Linked DNA regions of Sus scrofa: region 2 is linked to region 1. The links are chromatin contacts, called in public HiChIP or PLAC-seq maps. All regions are on one chromosome and are shown on one strand. Each heading gives the region's core, a stretch centred on a gene start, on an enhancer-like site or on the middle of the called end of the contact. The rest is flanking DNA. Distances are from core to core; before and after follow the strand shown.

Region 1 (3,735 bases), core at 1,035-3,534:
TACCAGAATGGGAGAATGGATGATGAATGCAAAAACAACACCGGTCCGCAGCTCATCAGGTAGCCCTGTGGTCCAATCTGATCCTTTTCCCTTAGAGACCATTGAATGGATCAAGGCAGGTGCTTCATTTAAGCTGGGCCATCCAGAGTTCCTCCAGGAATATGAATTAAGATGGATGCAAAATATGCAGATTTGAAATTCTGGGGTGGCCACCTTCTGCCCTGCAATCTAGGGCTAGAAGAAGCCCAGCTATATAGAAAAAAAAAAAAAAAAAAAAACCAGAGAGAAACAAAACTGAACATCAGAGAGAGAGAGAGAGAGTGGGTGTGTGTGGGGGGGAGCATGCACGTCCATGGTTTCCTAGAAACTTTCCACATTTTGGTTCCAGTTCTTCTTGGCATTCTGTTGTATACTTGACTGTGGGTCACATGAGAGAACAGTTCCTAGATTTTTGTACCATTTTCTCTTTTAACTTAAGCTAGCTTGAGTTGACTTCTGCTCTTTGTATCCAAAGAATACAAGGGGTCAGGAATTAGTCTGTGACTGTGCCCAGGTACCAGGTGGAGGTCTAGCTAGGAAGAATACTTGGTAATGGGGTAACAGAATTAAATCGTTAGACCCCATGAAATCACACCTAGAAAAATAAAAAAACTATTTATTTTATTGGCAATTAATTTCCCGCTTAGAAATGTCTTATGGGCCGAGACTTTCTATTTCATCTTCAGATTCTTTTTAGAGATCATTCATTCACACAGTAAATATTTATTGAATATATATTGTGTGCCAAACACATAATAATTAAAAAAATAATAAAACAGGAGTTCCCATCATGGCCCAGTGGTAACAAATCTGACTAGCATCCATGAAAATGCAGGTTTGATTCCTGGCCTTGCTCAGTGGTTTAAGGATCCTGGGTTGCTGTGAGCTGTGGTGTAGGTTGCAGATGTGGCTTGGATCTCTTGTTACCATGGCTGTGGTGTAGGCTGGCAGTTGTAGCTGGGATTCAACCCATAGCCTGGGAACTTCCATATGCCATGGATGCAGCCCCCAATAAATAAATAAATAAATACAGGAGTTCCCATCATGGCACAGTGGAAATGAATCTGACTAGGAACCATGAGGTTGCAGGTTTGGTCCCTGGCCTCGCTCAGTGGATTAAGGATCTGGAGTTCCTGTGAGCTGCGGTGTAGGTCACAGACATGGCTCAGATCTGATGTTGCTGTGGCTGTGGTGTAGGTCGGAAGCTGTAGCTCCAATTGGATCCCTAGCCTGGGAACCTCCATATGCCTCGGGTGCAGCCCTAAAAAGCAAACAATAAAAACAGTCATTTGAAGTACCTGGTTGACATACATTATTTCATTTAATCCTTAAAACACTCTGTACATTCAATGGCATAAACCAAATTGTCGGATAAGAAAACTTGTGCTTAAAGAAGTGATGCTGAGATCCAAATTGTAGAGCAAGGATTCACACTTAGAGCCACCTGACTCTAAAAAGAAGTGATGCTGTGATCCAAATTGTAGAGCAAGGATTCACACTTAGAACCACCTGACTCTAAAGCTCATGTTGGTAGAAAAAATACTGAACACTAATCTCATGGGCTCTTTCTTCTTTCTAGTTTCAAGACATTTTGGGGATAGGGTATTTATAAAACCTGTAGCCCTAATGGTGGCAATCCTATAAATAACAGTAGTGGGAAAACTTGCCTCTGAAAAATGAAATCATTGAATTTGCTATATGACTGAAAGTCTGGTTGTTAAAAGGAAATATGATGAAATGTCTCACTCATCATTCATCTGGACAAGTTCTGAGCACTGCACTGAGGTTCTTTGTAAGTGTGATGCAAGAGGGAAAAAAAGGATCTTGCAAAAGAGCTTGTTTATGCCAGCTGAAATAGGTTGAGTCAATGTTCGACTGCTTGTTATTAAGAGTATTTTATGCATGAGAAATAGAATGCGCTTTCCTTAACATGATAAAGAATAACACATTCGAAACAATGTCCAGTGTTATAAAAAATAATGGAACACAAAACACATCCCCATCAAACTTGGGTACAGAACAAGGATGCCTGCTTTCCCCGTTCTTACTTAACAATGTCCTGGAAGTTCTGTTGCTTTACCTCTTATTGTTGAGATCCACCTTATTTTATCATGTCCTTATCACAATCTTCCACAGAAGAGGCACCCACAGGAAGTTAAAAAATTGTTTTTGCTTAGCGTATATAGATTTTTTTCGTCCCAGACTGGGTTCTTGCTTCCTCTTCGGCACGTTGTGTTTCTCTTTCTGTTTTTCTGTGGTAAACCTGACAGCTTCTAGCTTCTTTGTGCTGAATGTGGGCAGGTCTTTCAAAATGTCAGTTCTAGGATGAATTCTCCATGACTTCTTCCATCCCTGACACTTGCATGTCTTACCTCCAAGCTGCAGAGTGGGGCTAAAGTCTACTTTCGCTTCACGCTTCTGTGGGGCTTCTGTGTGCAGCCTCTATTGCGTAACCTAGGTTTTACTCTCTCTTCTGAAATGAAGTTAAATATCTAGTACAAGGAATGGATCTATCTTGTTGGCCATGTATCCTGGCCCCATGGTGGCCTAACCTCTGGACTGTTAGTTCCTCAGGGGCTCTTCTCGTTTCTATTGAGACCTTGAATTGGGGCCTATACCCTGAGGAGTGTTTTCTCGGGCTGCTTGCTTAGCTCTTGAGTCAGTTTAACAGCAGGTCGGGGAATATTAGGGAGAGATCTCAGGAATTTGTCCAATCCCTTTCTTTTCTGGGTTCGGTCTCAGCGGGTAGGAGGCTGCAGTGGGATTAGAAGCTGCACTTTGCTCGGTCAGAATTTTTTCTTTTTCCTTAGTAGCCACACTTTGAAGTTTATAGCTTGTAGCTATATTCTTTCTCTTATTTTGTTGCTGCTGACAAATTTTTAGAGGTGTTCGTACTTGTGTGTATATGACGATCATCTGAAAAAGCAAACAGATGAAATAATATAAGAATACTTTTTTAAAAATAATAAATTATAGGTGGGATTGGCAGCTAGGCTACCAAAAATAATAAATTATAGGTGGGATTGGCAGCTCATAAAATGCATGATATAAAATTGTAGCAGTTAATACAGAGTATTCCTGAAATCAGAATTCTCAGACAGATTAAAAAGTTTAATGTGAGAGTTCCTGTTATGGCTCAGTCAGGTAAGGACCTGACATAGTGTCTGTGGGGATGCAGTTTGATCCCTGGTCTCGTTCAGTGGGTTAAGAATCTGGCATTGCTGGGGAGTTCCCATCTTAGTGCAGTGAAAACAAATCTGACTAGGAACCATGAGGTTGTGGGTTTGATCCCTGGCCTTGTTCAGTTTGTTAGGGATCCAGTGTTGCTGTGAGTTGTGGTGTAGATTGAAGACACGGCTTGGATCTGGTGTTGCTATGGCGTGGGCCAGCAGCTACAGCTCTGATTAGACCCCTAGCCTGGGAACATCCATGTGCCATGGTGTGGCCCTTAAAAAAAAAAAAAAAAGATTCTGGCATTGCTGCAAGCTGCAGGTATGTTGCAGATATAGCTTGGATCCAGTGTTGCTGTGGCAGTAGTGTAGGCCAGCAGCTGCAGCTCCAATTTGACTGCTAGCCAGGAACTTCCATATGCCACAGTTCTGGCCCTAAAAAGAAAAAAAAAGTTTAATATGTGATAAAAGGAACTTTATGCATTTCAGTTATTTAGAGAAAAGGAATATGCTTGGCTCTTCCCTT
Region 2 (3,659 bases), core at 1,000-3,499, 170 kb after region 1:
GCATATATATCCAAAGAAAACGAAAGCACTGCTTTGAAAAGTTATGTGCACTTCAGTGTTCATGGCATTATTTACAATAGCCAAGTATGGAAGCAACCTAAGTGTCCATTAACAGATGAATGGATAAAGAAGGTGTGGGGTGTGTACACACTGGAACACTACTCAGCCAATGAAACTCTGCCATTTGCAACAACATGAATGAACTAGGAGGGTCTTATGCTAAATGAAATTAGTATAACAGAGAAAGACAAATACTATATGATCTCACTTATATGTGGAATCTAAAAAACAACAAACTAGTGATTATAATGAAAAGGAAACAGACTCACAAATATAGAAAACAAACCAGTGGTTACCAGTGGGGAGAAGGACTGGGGGGAGGGGCAAGTTAAATGTAGGGGATTAAGAGATACAAACTCATAGTGGTTTTGATTTGCATTTCTCTAATAGTGATGTTGAACACCTTTTCATGTGTTTTTTGGCCACCTGTATGTCTTCTCTGGAGAATTGTCTGTTTAGATTTTCTGCCCATTTTTTTTATGGGGTTGTGTGTTTTTTTTGGTATTGAGCTGTAGAAGGTGTTTATAAGTTTTAGAGATCAATCCCTTGTCAGTTGATTCATTTGCAAAGATTTTCTCCCATTCTGTGGGTTGTCTTTTCATTTTGTTTAGGGTTTCCTTTGCTGTGCAGACACTTGAAGTTTAATTAAGTCCCATTTGATTATTTTTGTTTTTATTGTCATTACTCTAGGAGGTGGATCTGAGAAGATAATGCTCTGGTTTATGTTGGAGAATTTGTCCTATGTTTTCCTCTAAGAGTTTTATAGTATCTGGTCTTATATTTAGGTCTTTAGTCCATTTTGAATTTATTTTTGTGCATGGTGTTAGGAGTGTTCTAATTTCATTCTTTTATATGTGTCTGTCTAGTTTTCCCAACACCACTTATTGAAGGGGCTGTCTTTTCTCCACTGTACATCTTTGCCTCCTTTGTCATAGATAAGTTGATGTAGGTGTGTGGGTTTAATTCTGGGCTTTCTATCCTGTTCCACTGATCTATATTTCTGTCTTTGTGTCAGTACCATATGGTTTTGATCAGTGTAGCTTTGTAGTATAAATACTGACTCCCAGTCTTTGAAAACCTTGTGGTTTCCAAAGGAGACAGGTTCGGGGGGTGGGGGAATGTGCTGGGGGTTTGGGATGGAAGTGCTATAAAATTGGGTTGTGATGATCGTTGTACAACTATAAATGTAATAATATTCATTAAAAAGGATACAAACTACACATATATATATATAGAATAAATAAGCTACAAGGAATACTGTACAGCACAGAGAATATAACCAGTACTTTATAATAAATGGAGTATAACCTTTAAAAATTGTGAATCACTATGTTGTATACTTGAAATTTATACATTATTCTAAATCAACTATATCTCAATAAAAGAAAAGAAACTAAGCCAAGGTAAAGTTGACTGGGAATTAAGAGACAGACCTTAATCATTTTCTCCCTTAGCACTTCCTATGTGAGTGAAGTGAGCAAACTGCTTTATCTTTCTGAGACTCAAGTCTCTTATCGGTAAAGGAAGTCAGAAAATTTACCATGTAGGGTCTTTGTAGGATCCACTGAGATTGCTGAGTGTGGGCATGCCTCTCAGAGGCCCGTGTACTGCAGCAAGGGCTGGTAAAGGGTGGCCGTGGTTACCAGTGCAGCGTGAGGGCCTGCCTCTGCAGAGGGGTCGCCGTGCCTGCCCATATCTCTGGGAGGCAGGTCTCCAGTGCCCCAGCCCGATGCAACCAGCCTGGGGCTGCTTTGGAGCTGCCCAGCAGAAGGGAGAAAATGAAAGGATAATTTTCAGGAAAAAGTATGCTCATGACTATCATACAAATAGAGTCTCTTCTATTCATGCGAGAGAACCACGCAGACATGATAACCAGTTAAGAGGACAAGTCAAAATTTGAATACAGGAATGAAACTGTTTTTTCCCTAAGGTGGACAGGAGGAGGGAATTTAATTGAAACTATGGGGCAAAAGGGAATAAGCCTGTTAGTAGTCAGCTATGCCTTACAAAGAGCTGCAAAATAGCTCCCTAGGGATCGGCATCTGATAAAGAGGAAGGGTGTGCTGAGAAGGTGCATAGTTTTCTCCTGAGTAGGGCATTTTTTCCGGTGCTCCCTCTGCCAGGCCTGAGAGGGGAGTGGCTGACTTCCCAGGGTATACTGTCCACTGTCAAGAAAGCCCTTCCCTGTCCTGCTAGGGCGGGGCGGGGGCTGGGGGGGGTACTCCTCCCTCCCCATTCTCCTTCTTCCCCTTCTGTAAGTGTCACTAAACATCCAGCCTGTTCCTTTAACACTGGTCCTGGGCAGCCCCTTGACCTTGCTCCTGGTGACACTGACTTGCGACTGACTCCCTTCTTCTATTATTGCCCTTTCTCATCTTGATACTCTGGGAGGCTGGGGGTCTGTCTCGTTTCTCTTTTGTCTTGGTCGGCTATCCCAGCTGTTTCATGTCTGTTTCTGAGCAAACGGAGTCCCCACTCTGACGCCCAGATAGCACTCTGGAGTCGCTGGAGGAAAGGCTGTGGTTGGGACAGCTAGCTGTGCCCTCGAGGAGCTCATTCCCTTCCCCATGGAGCACTCCTCTGGACACCAGCTGTCTTCTGACGGTAGCTGGGCCTGGGTTGGTTTGTTCAGCTCCCAGCCTCCTCACAGGCAGAGGACAGCCTTTTTTATGCATCTGGCCTGTGACAAAGCCCTGGGGAACAAAGAGGTGGTTTCTCATCCAGAAGATGGGTTTTTACAGAGGACAGTGTCACACTGTGAAGTTTCAGCAGATCTATTTAGGCATGTATGGGCCAGGTGCTATTTTGAGATTCAACAGGAAAGCTATGTATATCTAAATCTGGGTCTTTAAATAAATTCAATTCTGACTTGTAAGTGTAAGAAGGTTTGTGAGGTGGAGTTCCCATAGTGGCGCAGTGGAAACAAATCCGACTAGGAGCCATGAGGTTTCGATCCCTGGCCTCGCTCAGTGGGTTAAGGATCTGCCGTTGCTATGAGCTGTGGGGTAGGTCACAGACACAGCTCAGATCTGGCGTTGCTGTGGTGTAGGCTGGCGACTACAGCTCCAATTGGACCCCTAGCCTGGGAACCTCCATATGCCAGCCCTTAAAATACAAAAACAACAACAACAACAACAAAAAAAAAGTTTGCGAGGTGATGCTGAGCCCCAGCAGCACCTGGTGGCTGGCTTCCTCAGATGCCCTTGTCCAGGATGGGGAGAGAAAAACTGCATCCTGAGCAGAGTGATAGAGCATGCTGACTGGACTTCACCCCGGGGGCTCCCAGATCACTTAATGGAACTTACCCTGAAATAACAGCTGGTACCACTTATTAAATACTTCTACTATCTATGTATGATAAGATCTGTCTTATCATATTTGATCTTCATGACAATCCTGTGAGCTGTGGACACCAAACACCATTTCACTCAAGGACACTAAGGCTCAAAGTGTTTAAGTGAGTTGCTCAGGGTAGCACAGAAACCCAGCAGTCAAGGTGGATTTGGATCTAGGTATGTTCGCTGGTGGTACTTTCATGCCCCTAAGCTTTCTTTAAGTTTTTCCAAGTAACTGATATTTTTCAGAACCAGAGAAGGAGC

What was found. HiChIP or PLAC-seq counts read pairs in DNA pulled down with a chosen protein or histone mark.
Region 2: a contact with region 1 is called in an H3K27ac HiChIP or PLAC-seq map of alveolar macrophages. The contact joins two enhancer-like sites. A contact is called at or near these places in 3 of 47 Hi-C or Micro-C datasets (blood and liver) and 1 of 2 datasets of contacts at active chromatin or transcription factors (alveolar macrophages).

What each region holds. Positions count from the first base shown.
Region 1 is chr13:124,647,222-124,650,956 of Sscrofa11.1, forward strand. No RefSeq gene overlaps it. Among named protein-coding and RNA genes, the nearest start is that of ADIPOQ, 15 kb to the left of the region's middle. Within about 2 kb of position 2,285, at least 23 of the 83 cell types and tissues checked have an H3K27ac peak or open chromatin away from gene starts, as enhancers often do. A contact at or near this core is called in alveolar macrophages, where this site is marked.
Region 2 is chr13:124,812,457-124,816,115 of Sscrofa11.1, forward strand. All of the region lies in intron 4 of ST6GAL1 (beta-galactoside alpha-2,6-sialyltransferase 1), which reads left to right. Among named protein-coding and RNA genes, the nearest start is that of ST6GAL1, 110 kb to the left of the region's middle. Within about 2 kb of position 2,250, at least 17 of the 83 cell types and tissues checked have an H3K27ac peak or open chromatin away from gene starts, as enhancers often do. A contact at or near this core is called in alveolar macrophages, where this site is marked.